Linked DNA regions of Pan paniscus: region 2 is linked to region 1. A link is a contact called in public Hi-C data. All regions are on one chromosome and are shown on one strand. Each heading gives the region's core, a stretch centred on a gene start, on an enhancer-like site or on the middle of the called end of the contact. The rest is flanking DNA. Distances are from core to core; before and after follow the strand shown. Region 1 overlaps ERCC1 (ERCC excision repair 1, endonuclease non-catalytic subunit). Region 2 holds the start of ERCC1 (ERCC excision repair 1, endonuclease non-catalytic subunit).

The links. Hi-C and Micro-C count contacts between places; a contact is called where the count stands out from the background.
Region 2: a contact with region 1 is called in a Hi-C map of fibroblasts, with 10 times the contacts expected there. The contact joins the promoter of ERCC1 here to the enhancer-like site in region 1. A contact is called at or near these places in 2 of 3 Hi-C or Micro-C datasets (fibroblasts and induced pluripotent stem cells).

Annotation. Positions count from the first base shown.
Region 1 is chr20:51,598,389-51,604,222 of NHGRI_mPanPan1-v2.0_pri, forward strand. The region is part of intron 1 of ERCC1 (ERCC excision repair 1, endonuclease non-catalytic subunit); the gene reads right to left. Among named protein-coding and RNA genes, the nearest start is that of FOSB, 27 kb to the right of the region's middle. Within about 2 kb of position 2,258, at least 1 of the 2 cell types and tissues checked has open chromatin away from gene starts, as enhancers often do.
Region 2 is chr20:51,636,198-51,642,031 of NHGRI_mPanPan1-v2.0_pri, forward strand. It overlaps ERCC1 (ERCC excision repair 1, endonuclease non-catalytic subunit), which reads right to left and starts at 3,740. Exons shown (of 10, transcript XM_063600399.1): 1 at 3,389-3,740. TRNASTOP-UCA (transfer RNA opal suppressor (anticodon UCA)) reads right to left here and starts at 3,340; the gene lies at 3,254-3,340.

The DNA of each region.
Region 1 (5,834 bases), core at 1,008-3,507:
AAAGGGTGCAAAGTTTCAGCGAGACTGGAGGAATATATTTCAGTGATCTATTGCACAGCATGGTAACCACAGTTAATACTAATGTATTGTGTATTTCAAAGTTGCTAAAATAGAGTTTAAATTTTTTTAATTTGTAAATATTATTTTTTATTTTTTGTCACTACATGTTCTCATCTGATTTTTTTTTTTTTTTTTTTTGAGACGGAGTCTCGCTCTGCTGCCCAGGCTGGAGTGCAGTGGCACAATCTCGGCTCACTGCAACCTCTGCCTCCTGGGTTCAAGTGATTCTCCTGCCTCCGCCTCCCGAGTAGCTGGGACCACAGGCGTGTGACACCACGCCCAGCTAAATTTTTTTTGTATTTTTAGTAGAGATGGGATTTCACCGTGTCAGCCAGGATGGTGTCGATCTCCTGACCTCGTGATCCACCCGCCTCCGTCTCCCAAAGTGCTGGGATTACAGGCGTGAGCCACTGTGCCCGGCCTCTCATCTGATTTTTTTTATTTTTATTATTGTGCTTTTTGTAGAGATGGCATCTCACTACATTGCCCAGATTAGTCTCCAACTCCTGGGCTCAAGCCATCCTCCTGCTTCGGCCTCCCAAACTGCTGGATTTATAGGCGTGAGTCACTGCACCTGGCCCTGACATCTTGATGTCAATTTATTTGCAATATACACCCAGAAGTGGGATTGCTGGATCCATATGTGTAATTTTATTTTTTATGTGTTTGTTTGTTTGTTTGTTTATTTTAAGACAGTCTCACTCTGTCGCCCAGGCTGGAGTGCAGTGGCACAATCTCGGCTCACTGCAACCTTTGCCTCCCATGCTCCTGTGATCCTCCTACCTCAGCCTTCTGAGTAGCTGGGACTACAGGTGTGCACTATCACACCCGGCTAATTATTTTTATTTATTATTATTATTTTTTTTTGAGACAGAGTTTTGTTCTTTTTGCCCAGGCTGGAGTGCAATGGCTGGATCTCGGCTCAGCGTGACCTCCGCCTCCCTGGGTCCAGCAATTCTCCTGCCTCAGCCTCCCAAGTAACTGGGATTATAGGCATGCGCCACCACGCCCGGCTAATTTTGTATTTTTAGTAGAGACGGGGTTTCTCCGTGTGGGTCAGGCTGGTCTCGAAATCCCGACCTCAAGTGATCCGCCCCACTCGGCCTCCCGAAGTGCTGGGATTACAGGTGTGAACCACCGCGCCCGGCCCGAAGTTATTCCTCTTATCTGACTGTAGTTTGGTATTTTTTAACCGGCATCTCTCTGTTCTTCCTCTCCCAACCCCATCTCTACTAAAAATACAAAATTAGCCAGCCGTTGTGGCGCATGCCTGTAATCCCAGCTACTCGGGAGGCTAAGGCAGGAGAATTTCTTGCATCCAAGAGGTGTAGGTTGCAGTGAGCTGAGATCGCACCACTGCACTCCAGCCTGGGCGACAGAGCGAGACTCTGTCTCAAAAAACAAAAACAAACAAACAAAAAAACAAATAGCGCATCGTTTTCTGGGAGGCAGTGAATTCCCTATTTAGGAAGTGTCCAAGCTCAAGTTGAAATGATGGTACATTGCGATTCATGCTGCAATGCCTCAACCCAGTTCCTCTCCGGACCTCAGTTTCCTCATTTATAAAATGGGTGTGGACGACGAGGTCAGATTTAAAAAAATAATAATAGTAGTTAATAATAATAGGCCGGGTGCAGTGGCTCAGGCCTTTAATCCCAGCACTTTGGGAGGCCGAGGTAGCAGGATCGCTTGAGCCCAGGAGTTCTAGACAATCCTGGGGCAATATAGCGAGATTCTATCTCAAAGAAATAATCATAATCATAATAAAAATAAATGAATAGATAAGCTGAGACGGACTCAGGCCCAGCTCCTGCCTGCGATCCCTGCGGGGGCCACCAGGGGGCGCGGCGCCCCTGCCCAAAACTCCGCCGTCGGCTCTGAACCCCGGCGGACGCGTCCCGACGCCCCTGGAAGATTCTGCGCCCTGCCGGCTCGCCGGCGCCCGGGAGCCCGGGAGGCGGGTGTGCACGCGGGGTGTCCAGGGCGCCCCCGATCGAGGCCCCCTCGCCGTGCCTCGGGGTAGGGGGACGGCTGTGACTCAGGCGCGCGCTCCTCCCCGGGGCCCTCAGTGGTCGCGAGGGGGCGCGCACGGCCTCGGGAACCCGCGCGGCGCCGCGTCCATTTTTACCCCAGCGCCGCTAAAAATAGTTGCCGCGCTCCGAGCCGAGCCGAGCCCGAAATAGCGGCCCCCAGATAAGGCAGGACGACTCAGCGCTTCCGGGGAGCGGAAGGGGGAGCGCGCGGGGGGAGCGGTGCTGGGCGCAGCCCGGCCGAGCAGGCGCCGCTGTCCCCAGCGCACCCCCACTCTGCCCTGGCGGTCACACTCGCCCCCGACTGCGACCTCCGCCCCGCCGCTAGCCTGGCTGCCTTCCTACGTCCCCCACATTGTATCCTCATCCCCTGTCCCCCATCCTCAGCTTCACCTCCATTCCTCATCATAATTCCCCCCTCCCCTACACCCCCAGCGATGTCCCCCACTGGTACTCATCCGCATCCCCCAGCCTGTCCTACTCCTGTCCCTATTTCCCCTCTCCACCCTCATCGCCAATCTCCTGTCGTCCTGAATCTGCCCCCTTACCATCTCTGTCCTCAAGGCCAACCTTTATGGGGGCAGAGCAGGGCGAGAGGGTCACAGGGAGTCAGGAGACCTGCGGGCTGAGGGCTGAGGGCTGGGAGTGAGGATCTGATTTCTTGGTTTGTTTCTACTGTGGGCAGGGGTAGGCTTAGATCTGGGGGTTGGAGCATGGGACACTTCAGTCTGGCCTAGTCTTCAGAGCTGAGGCGAGGCATGGCCAGCATCACGGCTCATTCTGTGACCAGGGTCGGGGCTCAGGCTGGGGAAGGATGACCGTCTTTGTCACCAAGTTTGATCACTGTGTCACCAGAGTTAGGGCTCAACCTTGAGCCGTTTCTTTATTTACCCACCTCCACTAATATTTTTTATTTCAGGCAAGGTCTTGCTCTGTCACCCAGGCTGGAGTGCAGTGTTGCCCATGCTGGAATGCAGTGCTGGGATCTTAGCTGACTGCAGCCTTGAACTCCTGGGTTCAAGAGATCCTCCCACCTCAGCCTTCCTAGTAGCTGGGACTACAGGTGTGCACCACCACACCTGGCTAATTTTTAATTTTTTTGTAGAGACAGAGTCTCCATGCCTTGCCCGCCTTGTCCAGGGTGGTCTTGAGCTCCTGGCCTCAAGCTATCCTCTGGCCTCCTCCTAGGAAGGCACTGAAATGACAGGCATGAGCTACAGAGCCCGCCTCCACTAAGATTCTTTCCTCCCTTGCAAGTCAGTGATTGGACACAACAGCTCCAGGCCTTGGGAACAGTCAGAACTCTGTTCCCTGGGCCTAGGTCTTCCCTTTGCACTGAGATCATCTAAGGGCCTCCCCATTTCCATATCCTGAGATTCTCAGTGCCCACTCCAAGCATCAGTGTCAGGCCTCAAGGACCTACACTGCATGTTCTGGGGGTTTAAAGGGAGCACACTGACTTCCCTGAGGGTGACAGAGGTCAGAATGAGTGACTAAGGTCTTGGGCCTGGCCCTGACCCTGCAGTGGGCGGGAGAGATAGCCAGTTGAGGCCTAGGTCTCCACCCACGTAGCAGGGTGGATGGCGGGGGGGGGGGGGTCATCCCTGAGATGAAATGTGGGTGGAAGATACCTAGATAAGTTTCAGAGTCAGTCCAGAGATGGTAATTTTTAAGTAACTTCTAAAATTTTCGAGTAGCTGGGATTACAGGCGCCTGCTACCAAGCCTGGCTAATTTTTGTATTTTTTTGTAGAGACGGGGTTTTACTATGTTGGCCAGGCTGGTCTCATACTCCTGACCTCAAGTGATCCGCCCACCTCGGCCTCCCAAAGTGCTGGGATTACAGGCGTAAGCCACTGCATCCAGCCTAATTTTTTTTTTTTTTTTTTTTTTTCTGAGACGGAGTCTTGCTCTGTCACCCAGGCTGGAGTGCAGTGGCGGGATCTCAGCTCACTGCAACCTCTGCCTCCTGGGTTCAAGTGGTTCTCCTGCCTCAGCCTCCCGAGTAGCTGAGACTACAGGCCAGGCGCGTGCCACCACGCCCAGCTAACTTTTTGTATTTTTAGTAGAGATGGGGTTTCACTGTGTTAGCCAGGATGGTCTCGATCTCCTGACCTCATGATCTGCCTGCCTCGGCCTCCCAAAGTGCTGGGATTACAGGTGTGAGCCACTGCGCACAGCACTTTTTTTTTATTATTATTTTTTTAATTTTGAAAACTGTTTCGAGGCCAGGTGCGGTGGCTCATGCCTGTAATCCCACCCAGCACTTTGGGAGGCCGAGGTGGGAGGATTGCTTGAGCCCAGGAGTTCAAGACCAGCCTCGACATTATAGTGAGATCTCATCTCTGGGAAAAAAATTTTTTTTTAATTAGCCAAGTGTGGTGGCATGCACCTGTGGTCCCACCTACTCAGGAGGCTGAGGTGGGTGGGAGGATCGGTTGAGCCCAGGAGGTGGAGGTTGCAGTGAACCGAGATGGCACCACTACACTCCAGCGTGGGCAACAGAGACCCTGTCTCAAAAAAAAAAAAAAAAAAAAAAGAAGAAAAAAAGTTTTGGTAACTACAAAAGGGTATACCTTGGAAAAGTAAATTTCCCTCCCACTCTGATCCCCACTTCTCAATATTAACTATTTTTTATGTATCTTGGCCAGTAGGATTCACTGAGCTCTCACGATGTCCCTGGCCTATGCAAAGCCCATCACAGAAATGAAGTGGCTGGAATCATTCAGCACTCAGTGAGTAGGCCAGACCCCATTGCTATGCCCATTTTAGAGATGGGAAAACTGAGGCTTGGAGAGGTGCAAGGATGTGTCCTTTTGAGGGCCTGGTTCTGAAGGCTTTTCAAAGTTGAGGCAAGGAAGTGGATGAGATCAAAGAGGCAAGGTTCAGGCCAGGATACAAATCCCAGGGAGGGTGACAGGGGTGGGGAGTCAAGGAAGGCTGCCTGGAAGAAGACTAAGGGTAGCCAGGAAGGCATCTTCCAGAACCTTCTGATGGAGGGCTTGGATGGAAGTAGATAACTCTGTTTGGCAGGCTGAGGAACCACCAGCAGCAGGGCGTGGCCCCTCCTCAGACCCACAGCACCCCAGAGGTATGTATAGAAGAAGCAGGCTGCTTAATGACATCTCAGGGACACATCTCAGTGATAGCACAGCCGGCTTAGTTATGACGTCTGAGTGATTTGCCAACTGCCTTAAGACCAGCATCCCTAGTCATGCCCCGCGGGGGGGATGAAGATAAGAGGAAGTGACAGGCCATCGGGGGAGGAAGGGGAGATGCAGTCACACACAGACCAGGGACTCAGGAGCTGAGGGATGTGTGGTGCCCTCTGCACTAGGGAGGGGTCTCCCAGCTGCCTGAGTGTGAGGGTCCATCTTATTGATTTGTCTAGTGAAGGAGGCCAGGCTCCAAGGAGGTATGGCTGTAGTCAGTCACACTCAGTTTGGGATGGGGTCCGCCCAGGGGCTGCAAGGATCAGTCACTGCTGTGTCCCCATCACCTAAGGCAGTAACTGGGACACAGCCGGCGCTCCATACATCTTTACTGAATGAATGAATCGAATGAAAAGGGTCAGCACCGTCTGGGACTCAGTTTACCCTCGTGGTCATTGGGCTGCTTCAACCAAGGGGATCGCTAAGAACACCCCTCCCCACCTTGGGTCCCAGATCGCAGATCGCCAGTGAGTAAGAAAACGGGTTCGCGCCGTTGGTGGACTCCGCCCACTTGTGACGTTACGAGCCGCTCC
Region 2 (5,834 bases), core at 2,490-4,989, 39 kb after region 1:
AGGAACTCCTTCTAGTCAATGGGTCTACAGCGGGATAAAAGGAAGGCAGACAGTCAGGAGGACTTCCTGTACTCACAGGCAGTGCCTCCTACTAGAAAAAGTAAGGGGCCACAGCCGGGCGCAGTGGCTCGCGCCTGTAATCCCAGCATTTTGGGAGGCCAAGATGGGTGGATCACTTGAGGTCAGGAGTTTGAGACCAGCCTTGCCAAGATGGTGAAACCCTGTCTCTACAAAAAATACAAAAATTAGCCTGGTGTGGTCGAGCACACCTGTAATCCCAGGCTACTTGGGAGGTTGAGGCAGGAGAATCACTTTAACTTAGGAGGCAGAGGTTGCAGTGACACAAGATTGCACCACTGCACTCCAGCCTGGGTGACAGAGTGAAACTGTCAAAAAAAAGAAAAAAAAAAAGTAAGGGGTCAGAAGGTTAGCCTGCAGGTGTGGGATCACAGAGGTCTCCTAGTGATGGAGCTTGCATGCTCTATGGGTTAAAAACAAACGCTAAGGAGATAAACTATACACAGAAGAAGCTTAATGGGCTTGCACTTGTAATCCCAGCTCTTTCGGAGGCCGAGGTAGGAGGCTAGGAGTTCGAGACCAGCCTGGGGCAACATAGTGAGACACCCCCCACCCCAACCCATCTCACTATGTTGAGAGAAAAAAAAAAAGAGGATCTTGAGAAACTTGCACAGCAAACTACTAAAGACCACTCAGGCCAGGAATGAGGCGTCATCTTGGATTTTTTACAAACTACAACTACAAAAAACGATTATTTTACACTGAAGATGTGTTTCCTTTTGTTTTCCATATGACCACTATTGGGGCCAACCCAAGACTGACCGAAGCAAATATATGACCATTTTTTTTTTTTTTTTTTACACATAGAGTGGAGCCATCCCCATTGCAAAATCCTAGCCGTCTCTTATTTGCATAACCGCAAGTCCTCTGGGAATTGAGGTGAGGGTCCAGGGGTCGCTCAGATGCTTTGGTAAATCAATAAGCAAGGGAATTTGTCATGGTGGAATCCATTTATTAATTCACTCAAAAAAATGTGCTAAGCACCTACCCAACTGTGCTGGGAGTTGGGGGCACTATAGGGACTGAGCCTCAGGTCTTGCCCTCCTGGGGCTCACAGTCCATTGGGGGACACACACCATTGCCAGTCAGGGACAACCTAAAGTGGATTGGGTTTGGGAAGCCCATGGGGCTAGGGAAGCACAGCAGGGACACCTAGCTTGGACTGGGAGTTGGGAAAAACTTCCTGGCGGAGGGGACAGCTGAGCTGAGTCCTAGAGGAGGATAGAGAGTATAGAAAGAACTAGAAAAAGGCCGAGGCCAAGAAAATAGCACAGCCAAAGATCTGTTGGTGGGGAGAAGGCTTGATACGTTGAGAATGCTTAGAGGGTCGGGTGCGATGGCTCATGCCTGTAATCCCAGCACTTTGGGAGGCCGAGGTGGGTGGATCACCTGAGGTCAGGCATTCAAGACCAGTCTGGCCAACGTGGCGAAACCCCGTCTCTACCAAAAAAAAAAAAAAAAAATAGCCAGGCATGGTGGTGGGCACCTGTGATCCCAGCTACTCGGGAGGCTGAGGCGGGAGAATCGCTTGAACCTGGAAAGTGGACATTGCAGTGAGCTGAGATTGTGCCACTGCACTCCAGCCTGGGCAACAGAGCGAGACTCTGTCTCAAAAAAAAAAAAAAGAAAGAAAGAAAAAGAGAAAACTTAGAGATTCGTGGAGACTGGAACCACGGGTGTGGAGAGAGGGGTTAGTAGAGACCAGATTCTGCAGGTATTATAATGACATTCCCAGGCTAAGGAGTTTAGATCTTTTCTTCAGGGCACTGGGGAGCTATTGCAGGTTTTGAACACGAGAGGGGCAGGGGCAGGTTTGTGATTTAGGAAAGACCCCTCTGGCCCCAGACTGAGCGTGACTGGAAGGGAGAGGAGTGAGACTGAGCAGGAGACCAGGGAGGAAGTGGGGTGGGGACCCTGCAGGGTGGGGTGAGGAGGAGTCCAGAACAGGGCCAGGGACATGGGACAGAGAGGAGGGGAAGGATTCAGGAGACACTCGGGAGGCAGGACAGTTGGGCTTGGTGAGCAGCCGGCTTGGGAAGGAAAATACAGGGCAGTAATAAATAGCATGGTTCAAGTGGTCTGAGTGAGGCTGGGAGTGGTGGCACGCACCTATGGTCCCAGCTACTCAGGAGGCTGAGGTGGCAGGATTGCTTGAGCCTGGAAGTTTGAGGCTGCAGTGAGCTATGATCGTACCGCTGCACTCCACTTTCGGTGACAGAGTAAGACCCTGTCTCAAAAAAAAAAGGAAAAAAAAAAAAAAAAAAAAGACACTGCCTATGAGTTAACCCTGCTCTACAAGGAGCAGTTTTTAAAGTAAAATTAAAAAAAAAAAAAAAAAGAAAGAAAGAAAGAAAGAAAGAGAGAGAAAAAAGAAAAAAGGCTGGGTTGCCTTGGACAAGAGACTTCATCTCCCTGAGCCTCCATTTCCTCATCTGTAGAATGGGGGCTGTTAAGAGGAGTTGCAAGGCTTGTGCATGCCAGCAGTAAGTGCAGAGTGACGGTGCAATTATCATTACCCCCATCATCTTTATTGGGGTCACCCTGATCCCTCGATATCCCATAATATTCACCCCCATCCTTCAAGTGTCTGCCCTAACGTTCCCGTGACACCCGAACAGCTCAGCTCTCCTTATGAGAGGGCCTCACTTTTCTATTTCCTTTGCAGCCGTTATCCCCTTTGTAGTTGTTAATTAAGTGTATAATTACATGATGGCTTAATGTTTGTCTCCCCCACTGGGCTGACTGCACCAGGAGACCAAGGCCAGGGCTGTCACCACCGCTGCGTCCTCAGCAAATGCTTGTTTGATGAGTGAATGACAGATGAACAAATGGGCAAGTATTTGACTGATTAATCACTGCATGCGTGATTAAATAAATGAGTGAGCAAACGACTGAATGAGTAAGCAATTGAAGGGGAGAGATCTAGGATGATTTCCAAACTGCCAATATCCCAGAACTGGGTAGATGACTTTTTCTCCATCTTTTGGAGTGGTTTTTTATACTCCGGAGGGGGAAATAAGTAACGACAATCAGAGATCGGAGTGACAGAGAATGATAGTTTGCGATGCGGAAAGCCGCAGCGACCTCTCCAGGTGCAGGCTGGAGGAGCGCTTCCCGGGCAACAAGCAAAATAAGTCCAGTTCGACAAAGAAAAGTTAAGACGCTTAGCCACTACCGCCCGAAAGGTGGAATTGAACCACTCTGTCGCTAGACAGCTACAGGTTTGAAGCCTGCACCCCAGACCACTGAGGATCATCCGGGCAGAAGAACTTTATTCCCGCGCAGCTATATAAGGATCGCAAAAGCTTACCTTTTAGAGTTATGGTCGCGTCCTTTGGAAAGCTGTGAGATGGTTGACTTCAAGGGCTATAAATTCTCCCCACTCATTTATCATGAGCGATGTCCTTGTAAAATGTTGCCTTCACTTCATATAGTATGAATCATCCTCGCTCCCAAAACCGTCTCATTTACATAGCGCCACGCATTCTGGGAAGCAGCGTTTGAGCACCTGGCAAGCTGTTAAAGGGCCCAGGACCCCCTTTTTCCAAAATGAAAAGTCAGCTTTTTAAGAGAAGAGATTCATGATTCGGCATTCAGAAGCGCCTTCTCGGAAAATTCCGAATTCTCCTTCTGCGGAGGAGTGGTGAGTGGGTTCCTGTTAGAGTCTGATTCACCCTGGCCCCAAAGGCTCTGAGCAGGCGGCTATAGGGCTGGTGCGACACCTGCTGTTCTTTTGTGGAATTGCGTAGGCCGATGGAGCCCCGCGTTCATTCAAACGTTTATTGAGCGTCTACTGAGTCCCAGGAACTGTCTCGGGGCTGGTGACGACAGACATCCTGTCCCGATTGAGTTTAAACACTAGACATAACCAATTTCTGCACTTGCGTTTTATGATTGGAGAAACTGAGACAGACTCAGAAACGGATAGTACCATATTCCGGTTAAAACAGCCCATCCACTTAGGCAAATCGAACTTGTGTTACAATTTTTATTACAAAAAAGGTGATTCTTTTTTCTTAAATTTTTATATATTTAGGAGGTACAGGTGCCGATTTCTACATGCATATGTTGATTGCATCGTGGTGAAATCTGGGCTTTTAGGTGTACTCATCACGAAAAATTATTCAATATTCTAAGTCAGTGATTCTTTGACAATACCATTCTCCTGCGTGAAACTCTCCCATGACTTCCATTTCAGAGTAAAAGTCAAAGTTCTCACCCTGCTTTACAAATCCCTGTAATCCAGCCCCTTTGGTCCCTCTGACCCTGTCTCACATACTCCTCTTCCCTTGGATATTATTGGATTTAGGCACACAGATGTCTTGCTGCACACATGGATCATGCTACCACCACAGGGACTTTGTGCTTGCCGATCCCCTAGCCTGGATCTCCTCTTCACATGTTGCCATGGCTCATCGCCTCCCTTCACTCTGTCATCTGATCAAATGTCAATACCAAAAACTCACTGAGTGACCAGCACTCAGTGGGGCCTTCCCTGACCACCCAGTTTAAAATAGCGAGTGGCGGCCGGACGCGGCAGCTCACGCCTGTAACCCCAGCACTTTGGGATGCCAAAGCGGGTGGATCACGAGATCAGGAGATGGAGACCATCCTGGCTAACACGGTGAAACCTCGTCTCTACTAAAAATACAAAACATTAGCTGGGCGTGGTGGCGGGCGCCTGTAGTCCCAGCTATTCGGGAGCCTGAGGCAGGAGAATGGAGTGAACCCGGGAGGCGGAGCTTGCAGTGAGCTGAGATTGCGCCACTGCACTCCAGCCTGGGGGACAGAGCGAGGCTCCGTCTCAATAAATAATAAATAAATAAAATAGCTAGTGGCTGGGATCGGTGGCTCAGGGCCTGTAATCCCAGAACTTTGGGAGGCCGAGGCGGGTGGATCACCTGAGGTCAGGAGTTCGAGACCAGCCTGGCCAACATGGTGAAACCCCGTCTCCACTAATGATACAAAAATTAGTCAGGCATAGTGGCTCACGCCTGTAATCCCAGCTACTCGGGAGTTTGAGGCAGGAGAACCGCTTGAACCCGGGAAGCAGAGGTTGCAGTGAGCTGAGATTGTGCCATTGTACTCCAGCCTTGGTGAAAAGAGCAAAACTCCATCTCCAAATAAAAGTAATAATAATAATAAATAAAATAAAAATTTTTAAAAAGCGAGCTCTGTCACTCTATCCCCTTACCCTGCTAGACATTTCCCCACCACTCTGATCACCACCTGCCATTTTCTGTGTCTATTTGCTTACCGTCTGTCTGCTTCTGTAGAATATCAGCACCATGAAACTATGCACTTTATTTTTGATCATTGCTGTATCTCTAGTGCCTAAAAAGTGCTTGAGAACATAGCAGATGTTCAGTAAATGTTTGTGGAATGAATAAAAGAATATCATCACTGTCTTTTTTTCATTCTTCTTCCAGCCAGGATCTTACTTTGTCACCCAGGCTGGAATGCAGTGGCGCAAAAACGGCTCACTGCAGCCTCGACCTCCCAAGCTCAAGTGATCCTCTTGCCTCAGCCTCCCTGGGATGACAGGCATATGCCATCACGCCCAGCTAATTTTAATTTTTTTTTGTAGAAACAGGGGCCTCACTTTGTTGCCCAGACTGGCCTCGAACTCCTGGCCTCAAGTGATGCTTCTGCCTTGGGCTCCTAAAGTGCTGGAATTTCACGCGTGAGCCACAGCACCTGGCCTCACTATCCTTCTTTCAGCCTCAGTTTTCGCATTTGTATAACCAGACTAGTAC